2 separate regions of the Sus scrofa genome follow, and region 2 is linked to region 1. The links are chromatin contacts, called in public promoter capture Hi-C maps. All regions are on one chromosome and are shown on one strand. The core of a region is the stretch at or near the end of the contact, and the rest is flanking DNA. Distances in the headings are between cores, read along the strand shown.

Region 1 (5,013 bases), core at 898-3,397:
CCATTTGATGGGTTATGCTTTGAATGAGGGCCATGCAGGGAGTTACATCCAAGGCTAAATGATGATGATGATGATGGTTAGTTCATTCATCCTAGCCCATGTATTTGCATGTTACTATTGTAACAAATTAAACATAAATTAACAAATAACTTTTCCGTAGTTTCCAATTGTGGCTTAGTGGGTTAGGAACCGGACATAGTGTCGGTGAATATGTGGGTTCAATCCGTGGCCTTGCTCAGTGGGTCAATAATCCAGCGTTGCCACCAGCTGCAGCATAGAGGGTGAAGCTCAATCCTCTGTTGCTGTGGCTGTGGTGTAGACCAGCAGCTGCAGCTCCGATTTGACCCCTCACCTGGGAACCTCCTATATGCTCCTTTGGCAGCCCTAAAATACAACAACAAAATAATAATAATAATAATAAAACCTTTGTACTGTTTTCAAGTTTTGCTCCTTTTAAACCCTCACTGGGAGGTGTGAGTTAAGTACAGTGTTTCCCAGTGGAACAATCTAGGACTAAAAATTTGGTTTTCTGGCTGCTAACTCAAATTCTTCCCCCTTTACCTGGGTCATAAAGTTTTGGCATCAAATTCTGGAGATGCTTAAATGAATGTCATGTAGCAACTTCCACCAAAATATCATAGCTATTACCTCCTGGCTGGAATTGCTTCATCAGGATTCTTTTCAAGATGGAGTTTCACCTACAGCTGCCTACTCCAAGTATAGGGTTCCGTCAGCTCTGACATGCTGAGAAAAATGTGCTTCTACTTCATCACTTTCCCAAAATATACACTAGTAAAAGGATACATGGAGCAAAAAGAGAAAATAGCCTTTCCAACAGCAGTCCTGAAATTAGTAATTTGCCTACTGGCTCTGTATGCTCTGACTAAATATGGCTTCTGTTCCAGCTTGTTGGATACTAGCAAAAGCTGTGTCTAGACAAACTTCCAAGGGATGGTGTAGAAAGGATATACAACTGACAGGTTGCTGAGTGGACGAGAAGCCGAGAAGTTGAGAACCAACAACTGACTCAGCATGTTAGTTGGGTGGTTTGCTTACTTGAACATGAGCCCAAGAGGCTCAAACTAGGTTGCAAACTATAAAGTGACTCACAGTTTAGCAATCTATGCAGCCATCAGTTGCATGTAAAAATGAACCAGAAAACAGAGAACACTTATTTTACTCTCTAGTCAATAATTTTTGGTTAAATTTTTTTTTCAATGACATTGCTAAAGAAAATACAGGCGGAAAAGGAGATTTGCTAACATTATTTTTCTCTTAAAATGAACTTAAATGACATTAAGTTCAAAAGATTAGAGTTAGAGCCTTAAAATTTATCTTTTACCTATACATATGGTCTTTAGACATCAGATTGAATTGAAAATGAGATACACAAAAAATCTGGTTTAAATGTGAAAGATAAAACCCATTGCTCAGTGCAACAGGTATCAAAGAGCTAGGCAAAAATAAGTTATTTACAACTACCAGACACCTCCTAAGGTTTTCTGTTACAGATGTAAAAGGGAGGCATAGAGAGGTTAAATACTTTGAACTTAAAAATCATATAGGAGGGAGTTCCCACTGTGGTTTAGTGTGTTAAAGGATCCAACAGCTGCGGGGCTGTGATTCAATTCCTGGCCCAGGAACTTCCTAATGATGCATGGGACGTTAAAAAACAACAAACAAATAAAACATATAGCTAAAAAGAGGTGAACAAGAATGGCGCTTTGAACTTGGCTCCGCAGCTCATGGCCTCAGAGGACTGTCTACACCTGTTAGGTGTTTTAAGATCATCATCTGGTGTCTGAAAAACCTCAGTCCGAGTCCAACTTGCTAGCTGTGTGATCTTGAGCCTTCTAAAATACGAGGATTCGCTTCTCCTCACAGGGTTGTGAGTCGGGGTTATGAAATAAACTCTCAGAGAAGTGGCTAAACAATTTTTTTTTTTTCCGTTTTAATCCGCTCCTACCTAACTCCATTTTACGGATTGAAGACTGAAACCAGCGGAACTAGAGTACCCGGCGGTAACTGCGATACTTGAGATTCACACCCCTACGCAGCGCAGCCACAGAGCCCGGAGTCCCTCGCCTCCGCCCGCCAGGGGGCGCTCGGCCCCGCGCCGACCCCGGAACCGCGCGACTTGGGGAGGCGGAGCCCAGTCCGGCAAGATGGCGGCGTCCGCGTTATTGCGCCCCTTCTCAAAGCTGCTTTCATCGGCCAGGCTCCCAAGTGGCTGTAAGTGTCTCTCCTCGAGCAGGCAGTCTACTCTTTTCGGCCTGCGGCTCCCAGGGCGAACCCCGCCCGCGGAGGCATAAGGTGGCTGTGCGGCGAGCTCGTCCTGCTGTGACCTTCGCCGGCCAGTCCCGGAGCCCACGCTTGCCTCCATCCCTGACTCTCGGCTCCCCATCACCCGAGGTCCACCCTCCTCCGAGAGGCCACTCGACCCCTTTGGTCTCTGCGAATAGACTTTGAGCCCCTCGTCCTGCTGCTCTGCAGATTTGGTACTGCAGATGCGGAGAGGGGGGACCTTCCCGGAGGCGCTTCTATCCGCCCACTCCTGGGTCGTGAGGGTCCTCAAAAGCCAGCGTAGTGCGAGGATTTGAAGAGGTCCTGGATGACAGGGGCCACCCACCTGGCCCTGTTGGTGGCCCAGGATGAATTACTTGACCACTCTACCTTTCTTTCCGTGGCTGTCTTAAGAGAGGAGGTAGAAGGGAGGGTTAAATGCAGTAGTAACACATGTAAATGTCAGATTTATTCCCACAGGACTGTAAATTATAGATTTACAGACTTTGCATCCCCTTTCAGCTTCAGCGCGGTCAAAGTTCTACATTCGGGAACCACCACATGGCAGCCCTGACTGGCTGAAAGTTGGACTGACCTTGGGCACGTCCGTTTTCTTGTGGATCTATGTAAGTATTTACTCCCTTTAATCATGGGACTCCAACACAGTGCAGAGGACGAATAGCAGTGCGACATTGAATGTTGCTGAGCAAATGTCTCATACAATAGGATATTTATATAATTGCTAATAATGTTTCTCCATGAGGGAAATCTTAGAGACTAAAAAATATTAAGGTTTTGGGGCACCAAGAAAATGGGAAGAGGCTGAAACCTGTCATTGAATGGCTTATTTGTGAATGGCAGTTTTACTGCATGATTAATTATACTTTATCTCTTAACGAAGATAGCAGATTTGAGTTTTATGAAGGTACTATTTTCAGATGCCACAGGGGTGGATCATAAATAAACAAGATATGCAAATTAAATCCTATTAGACTTACAAAACATAAGGTTTTTTTTTTGGTCTTTTCTAGGTCCGCACCTGTGGCATATGGAGGTTCCCAGGCTAGGGGTCTAATCAGAGCTGTAGCCACCAGCCTACGCCAGAGGCAGCAACTGCAGGATCTGAGCCGCATCTGTGACCTATGCCACAGCTAAATGGCAGTGCTGCATCCTTAACCCACTGAGCGAGGCCATGGATGGAACCCACAACCTCATCGTTCCTAGTCGGATTCGTTAACCACTGAGCCATGACAGGGAACTCCCAAAACATAAGATTTTAACAATGTTTATATAAATACATTGTTGGAAATTGTACTTAGTGTGCAGCAGCCTTTTTCTCTTTTTTTTGGTCTTTGTTTACAGTGTGCTTTTTATGTAAAACTCATTTAGTGGTAGTGTGGTAGTATTACTCTTGTTGACCTTTTACAAATGAAGAAAACACTTGGAGAAATTAATTTGCTGAACCCAGGTCTCCCTGGCAGAGCTACAAATACTGCCACACTGTAAGTATTTTTTTAAAGTTAACTCAAAAGTATTTGTGCTATATTAGATTTTAGTTTTGGAGCTAATAGGTTTGGCACTTCCTCCACTGTTGCCCACATCCAACTCTTAGATCTCTTAGTTTGGAGTTTTTATTTATTTAGTTATTTATTTTTCTCTTTTTGCCACTTCTAGGGCTGCTCCCGTGGCATATGGAGGTTCCCAAGCTAGGGGTCGAATCAGAGCTACAGCAGCCAACCTACGCCACAGCCATAGCAACGCCAGATTTGAGCCACATCCACAAGCTACACCACAGCTCACAGCAACACCGGATCCTTAACCCACTAAGCAGGGCCAGGGATGGAACCCATGTCCTCATGGATACTGATCAGGTTTGTTACCACTGAGCCACAACGGGAACTTCAAGGGTTGCCTTTTCAAATTGAGTGTGTCAGATTGTGGTGAGTAAGTATATATCATTCATAGTTTTTGGACTTTTGTATCCTTTAGCCTTTTATTTCTAGCTAGAATAGTTGTAATTCTTTTAATCTGTCCTTTTTCCTCTTGCAAAATATAAATATCACTAGTTGGTCTCTTCTTTCTCTTTAAGTTGCCAGGAACATTACATTCTAATTTTAACTATTACCTACTTCTAGCTCATCAAACAACATAAGGAAGATGTTTTAGAGTATAAAAGAAGAAATGGATTGGAATAAACTTTTGAAATACTGATACAGTAAGTATGCAGTTTTAAAGGATGAATAGATTATGCAAGTTAATTTACCTCCTTTTAAATCATGTATTTTGGGTTTTTTTAAATTAGGTTTATCCTTTTAGCATCCATATTCCTGTTTGTGCTAAACTTATCTCTTAGCATAATTACTTTTAATCATTATGCTTTGTGTTCAAAGAAAGTTGTGCTTAAGAATGAAACAAAAATCATATTATTTTTTTAACTCTAATAATGCTATAAATGGTGCCTTCCTAGCACTTAAGACAAATTATTGTTGTTTGTGTATTTATTTTTTTCTTTTCTTCCTTTTTTAAAAATTTTTTAAAATTCACTCATCCACAGCATATGGAAGTTCCCAGGGCCAGGGATTGAATCCAATCTACAACTACAGCAATGCCAGATCCTTTAACCTACTGCACCAAGCTGGGGATCAAACCTCCTCAATGACCCAAGCCACTGCAGTCAGATTCTTAATCCACTTTGCCATAGCAAGAGCTCCTATTTGTCTTTTTCTTTTT
Region 2 (5,331 bases), core at 1,825-4,324, 160 kb after region 1:
CGATCCCTAGCCTGGGAACTTGCATATGCTGCAGGTGTGGCCCTAAAAAGCAAAAACGAAAAAAAACAAAAAAGTATGATTTTTGGCTGCTTGTGTGGTATGTGCTAATTCTGGGCCCAGGGGTCAAACCCATGCCACCACAGTAACAATGCTGGATTCTTAACCTATTGAGCCACTAGAGAACTCTTAAGATGATCTTTAGTTCATCTTTTGTCTATGGTTGCACCCTCAGCATTTGGAAGTTTCTGGGCCAGGGGTTGAATCCCAGCCACAGCTGTGACCTATATCACAGGTGTAGCAATGCAGGGTCTTTAACCCCCCCTGCCATAATGGGAACTCCCATCCTTATTTTAAATTGACTAGAAAAGTTTTTTAAAAAGCTACCAGTCATATATAGTTTATTTTGTCCAATAGGTGTCAAGTTTACCTAACACAAGAAGGAGATCCCTATTTAGTTTAAGGTGGGTTTGTACTTTGTTAATGGCATATGGATTCTTTTTTGGGAAGGTGGGGATCATGGTGGTAAAGTTAGGGAAAAGGATCAAGAGAATAAATGATTATTTAGAAGAAAGAAGGAGGAGGACTCATAGCTATGTAATCTAATCTGAGGTTGCACTGACATGTTGACCTAACATTTGTAAAATAATATTGTATTAATATTACCATTGGAAAAAATTATCTCTAGTTATCAGCACAGTTCATTCGATTTAGATCATAAAAATCACAACTTGTTATTTAAAATTTGTAGCTACCAAATCTTTTTTTTGTGTTTATTCAGCAAATACTTATTGAGCACTTACTTTGTAGGAGGCACAGTTTTTTGCGTAGAAACAGCTTTAGGGCAACGTTTTATTTCAGACTTTTTTTTTTAATATTATGCAATTCTGAAACCAGGGAAGCATTTGTGTGTGTGTGTTTTAGTGAAACTTCGTCTGAGCCATTTTATTGGCTTGATTTCCTCTTGTGAATAAGTTTATAGTCACTATATGGCGATTTATCTCCCTCTGCTACTGTATTTTTAACATGTACGTTATTTGTAATAACGTTAGTTTTATCAAAGGGATCTTAAAAAGTAGATGATATAAATGAATACGTTTCCAAATGAACCAAATAGAAATGTAAGAGGATACATAAATTTCATGACTAAAAATTCTGAATGGATAATCCAGTCTCTCAGAGACTGGCATGTTCTGTTGTTTGCTAATAAAAACCTGTTTAGTGTGTTCTTTAATTCTTCTGAGGAGGGAAAAGGACGAAGTCAGTCTCTGAGAGAAGTTGGAAGCTCCTTACTTTGTCAAGTAAAGCTTTTACAATATTTTGTAGGTATCACTTTTTTGTTGGTATGCCTGTTTCAAACTGCAGCGCTTTCAAGTGAACGGGTTACAGGTAGCATAAGCTGTGACACGGGCAAACAAGTTAGACAGCCACCTTTATTTCCAGCTGCGGGACTGGGTGTTAGATCTCTTCCAGAAAGAAAATTTGATTAATGGCTCTTTTCTAGAGTGAGGACAATTGCAGACTTTTCTTCTGCAGAGCGTGAAATGTGCCTCTTCCTGCCGAGGGGCCTCGTCCTAGCCGTGGATCCCGCGACCACTTCCAGCCTCAGGTGTCCCTCTCGCCGCGGGCCGCAGCGCTCTCCGGGGCGGGCGTCCGGGACTTCCTGTCTGGGCGCGGGGCGGAAGGATCGCGTTGCCAGCCGAGGCGGCCGCCGCCGCCGCCGCCCCTGCCGTTAGGTGGTGGGGTTTCTCAGCCCGGCGGCGGGAGGCGGGCCGCCCTCGGCTTCCTGTCGGAGGACGCGCAAGGATCCGGGCGTCTGAGTGTGTGCGAGTGCGTGAGTGTGTGTCGGTCGCACGGCGTGTGTCTCCGGCCGCGGGTTCCGCCTCCTCCCCTGCCGCCGCTGCTCACGGTGTAAGTCAATGTGAAGCAGCAGCTCCAGCCCCGGGATAAACATGGCGACGTCTCTGCATGAGGGACCCACGAACCAGCTGGATCTGCTCATCCGGGCTGGTAAGGACAGGGGAACTTTCCTCCTGTGCATCGGTGCAGCTGGAGAGGAGATGCACAGGAGTGGGGGCGACTCCCCGGTGGTGGTCAGTGCAGGGGGTACCGTGTCCACCTCAGTCACTGGGGCGGCCGGGTGAAAGGGGGTTAGTGAATGAAGTAATGGAGGCGACGAATCAGGAAGTGATCACCTTGGAGAGTAACCTGCCTCGAATTCGGCGTTGTCGCTTCAGGGTTGGTTTGTGGAGCAGCGGCGGCAGCTGCCGGGCGGAGCGCTGGCAGTGGGTGCCGGGGAACCGAGCCGCAGTTAAGTTGGGGACTCGGGGGCGGACGAGTTGTGCGCTTCACCCCGGTTGCCCAGGAACCAGGAAGTGAGTGAGGCTGTTGTCTCCCGGCTGCGCCTGCCACGCTGTCTGACTGGAGAGGCCGCTAGTGCCCGCGGTCGGGGGCGGCGGGCTTCTCCCGTGGACGCTCGCCACCCCCGCCCGTTCTGCTTTCAGACTTGGTTCACAAATCCTCCACTTCCGCATGGACGAAGCAGCCCCGGGCCATGTCCGGTAGACCGATACCCGCCAAAAAAATGCTCTGACCCTTCTCTTCACATCCCCACCTTGTGCGGTCTGAGAAGTAACGGTTCGGGGAAGGGCACTTAATAACGTGGAGCGGCCCCGGGTGGGGTTTCTCTTGGGGGCCCGCCTTCCCTACCTCATTTAGTGGGCGTCTGTGGAGAAGTAGGTTTGTGCCCCTTCCCTCGTGGGTTGTTTTTTAGAGGGAGAATGGGAAGGGCACGGAATATGTTTTGTATCCCTGACCTGAGGGTTGGGGCGTCAGAGAAGAACGTTTATTTTTGTAAACAGTGGGTGAAGGTGGAGGAGTGGGGGCGGGCGGGAGGTAGTCTGGGCCCTAGGGAAGTCTCAGCACGGAATTGCCCCCTTTTCCCCTCCCCCCCAAGCCTCCCACCATAGCGGAAGCGCCTGGGAGAGGACAGAACCGACGAGATTGACAGGTCTCTGGTCCCAATCTGCTCGCTGAGATGTTCCAAATAAGAACGTTGGTTTCTGGGGGCGGGACTCTGGGCCCGCGCTGGGCCAATGAAGATTGGGCGGGAGTGAAGCTGACAATGTACGCATGGAATTGGAGGGAAGAGGAGTGTAAACACGGAAGTGGCCGCGGGGGTGGGGGATGTGCAGCGCCAATGCTGCAGCGGAAGGGCACGGACTTAAGTTACATAGAAAAAGCAGCTTTACCTAATAGCAGACGGCGCAGCGAGGGCCTTGAATAGACGTAGCAGTGCTTGAATACTGTTTATTGACTGTAATGAGCATAAATGTTCCTTTCCTTGGGATCTGTTTCATATTGCCATCGATGGGAGTTGGAAGATGGGCAATATTCACCTAAGAGTATTTCTGTAAAAGATCTTATCCTCTGTTTTCCATCCATTGTTTTTAGGTAGGGAAGTTTGGTTGGTGAAACTGTGATTCATTTCCATCGGGAGAAATCATAAGCATACATGTATCTTTAAATTTAACAGAAGAACATAATCTGTAAAATATAAGGTCCCAAAGAAAAATCAGTTTACTGAGTAGTGATTAAAACACATTTGACAGTTATTTTCTGATCAGAGCAAGAACTTAAATATTAGTGGAAAAGAGGCAGAGTACAACGAGAGCTTGTTCCCTTTGTATATGTTTAGTCCACTAATAATACTGTATCAATTAAGGGATGGGATTTTTTGGCTTTATATTATTGGTACTAACAATACTTTTATTAATTGTTTGGGTCAGTAGTGTTGAACATGTACCTTTCCAGAAGTATTCCCAGGGGTTGTGAGAACCTTAGTATAGCCCATGCAGTTAGGATTTTGAAAAATACTCTAAAGGTAAGAGGACTTATTTTGCTAACAGAGGATATATTTTTTTTTTTCCATAAGCTTTTGGAATTTTGAAAACTAAGGTGACCTGTAGAGTTACAGTTTGAAAATATAAAATTTTATCAGTTTTTTGATAAGTTTTTTTTTTTAGTTAAATGCTGTTTTTCAGTTCTATTGCCTTTCTTTAGTGTATACAATTTAAGTTTACCTTGTGATCATAATGTTCTGTAAAGAATACATTTTACAGGTGTTCCTTTATGGCACAGTGGGTTAAGGATCCCAGGTTGTCACTGCAGCATCTCTGGTTGCTGCTGTGGCACAGGTTTGATCCCTGGCCCAGGAACTTCCACATGCCATGGTCCCAGCCAAAAAAAAAAAGAATACATTTTACATATAATTGTTTTCAAATTATTCAGTTATGTTCGTGTAATATGAAGCTCCTTTACAACCCTTGTTTTAGGAGGAAATTCGAGACAGGTTTGCTAATTTACCCAAGGTTTATTCATTGAGTTCAGTGAGTTAAAAGTTGTAAAGGGAAAATGGCTCAGAAGATGCAGAATCATGGATCTAAATTTTTATTGCTTGCAATTTTTGATGATATGGGGAGAGTAATGTTTCTGAGGTTTGTATTTGTAAGTGAACATTATTCCCTTGAGGAGAGTCATCAAGTGTGAGAAGTCTTTCTTCACAAAGATCTTACAGTCTTAATTGAGACAGATGAAAATCTATATAATATATAATATGTAATATATATAAATGTTAATATAACTACAGTGGTTACTGTGATGGGCTGATGATTAGTGTGGAATGACTGATATTAAGGAAAACTTCTAGAGAAGATAAGCTTTATGTTGAATACTGTTAGTACAACTGTTGATTCTAAGAACAAAAAAAGCATTTAGTATAACCACTACTATTATATAAGACGCTAGAGGATATATTTTTGGTTTTATTTTCCTTCTTTAGAGACTTAACTATCAACTAGCTTTCAGCTTTAGTTACCAACATTCATGCTGTCAGAAGAAGTTTGAGTAAAGAATGAAGTCAATAAGTTTATTAAAAATAACTCATTTTTACATACAAAATATTTTTGTGGTAAAGACTTGATTTTTTTTTTTTTTTATATACAGCTTTCACTGGCAACATGATAAATGAGAAAGAGCCTTGACCCTGAAGTTAGGAGATAAGTCTTAATCCAGCTGTAACTATACTAGCTCTTTAAGGCTTCATTTTTTGCAAGAGGACAGGATTGACTAGGTGATTTCTAATAACTTTTAAAGCTTTAAGATTATAGGTGAAAAAAAGAAAAAAAAGATTATAGGTGGCTCAGAAGTACTTTTTAATAGAAAGTGATGGTTCTCTTTTTCTTGGTTTCTTTACATCATGTGAGTGAATTTGTAAGGTTGTTATGTAATGGTGAGGTTAATTTCTTTTAGCCAATCATTGTGCCAAATTTGAAC

Evidence for each region. Promoter capture Hi-C pulls out the DNA fragments that hold promoters and counts their contacts.
Region 2: a contact with region 1 is called in a promoter capture Hi-C map of fetal liver, with 2.8 times the contacts expected there. The contact joins the enhancer-like site here to the promoter of NDUFC1 in region 1. A contact is called at or near these places in 3 of 5 promoter capture datasets (fetal liver, fetal skeletal muscle and liver), 5 of 47 Hi-C or Micro-C datasets (heart right ventricle, liver and skeletal muscle) and 2 of 2 datasets of contacts at active chromatin or transcription factors (alveolar macrophages and skeletal muscle).

The regions. Positions count from the first base shown.
Region 1 is chr8:87,693,126-87,698,138 of Sscrofa11.1, forward strand. It overlaps NDUFC1 (NADH:ubiquinone oxidoreductase subunit C1), which reads left to right and starts at 2,148. Exons shown (of 4, transcript NM_001097470.2): 1 at 2,148-2,232; 2 at 2,806-2,909; 3 at 4,419-4,498. The coding sequence starts at 2,166. The coding sequence ends at 4,478.
Region 2 is chr8:87,852,992-87,858,322 of Sscrofa11.1, forward strand. All of the region lies in intron 4 of ELF2 (ETS-related transcription factor Elf-2), which reads left to right. Among named protein-coding and RNA genes, the nearest start is that of NOCT, 54 kb to the right of the region's middle. Within about 2 kb of position 3,075, at least 60 of the 83 cell types and tissues checked have an H3K27ac peak or open chromatin away from gene starts, as enhancers often do. A contact at or near this core is called in alveolar macrophages, fetal liver, fetal skeletal muscle and 2 more, where this site is marked.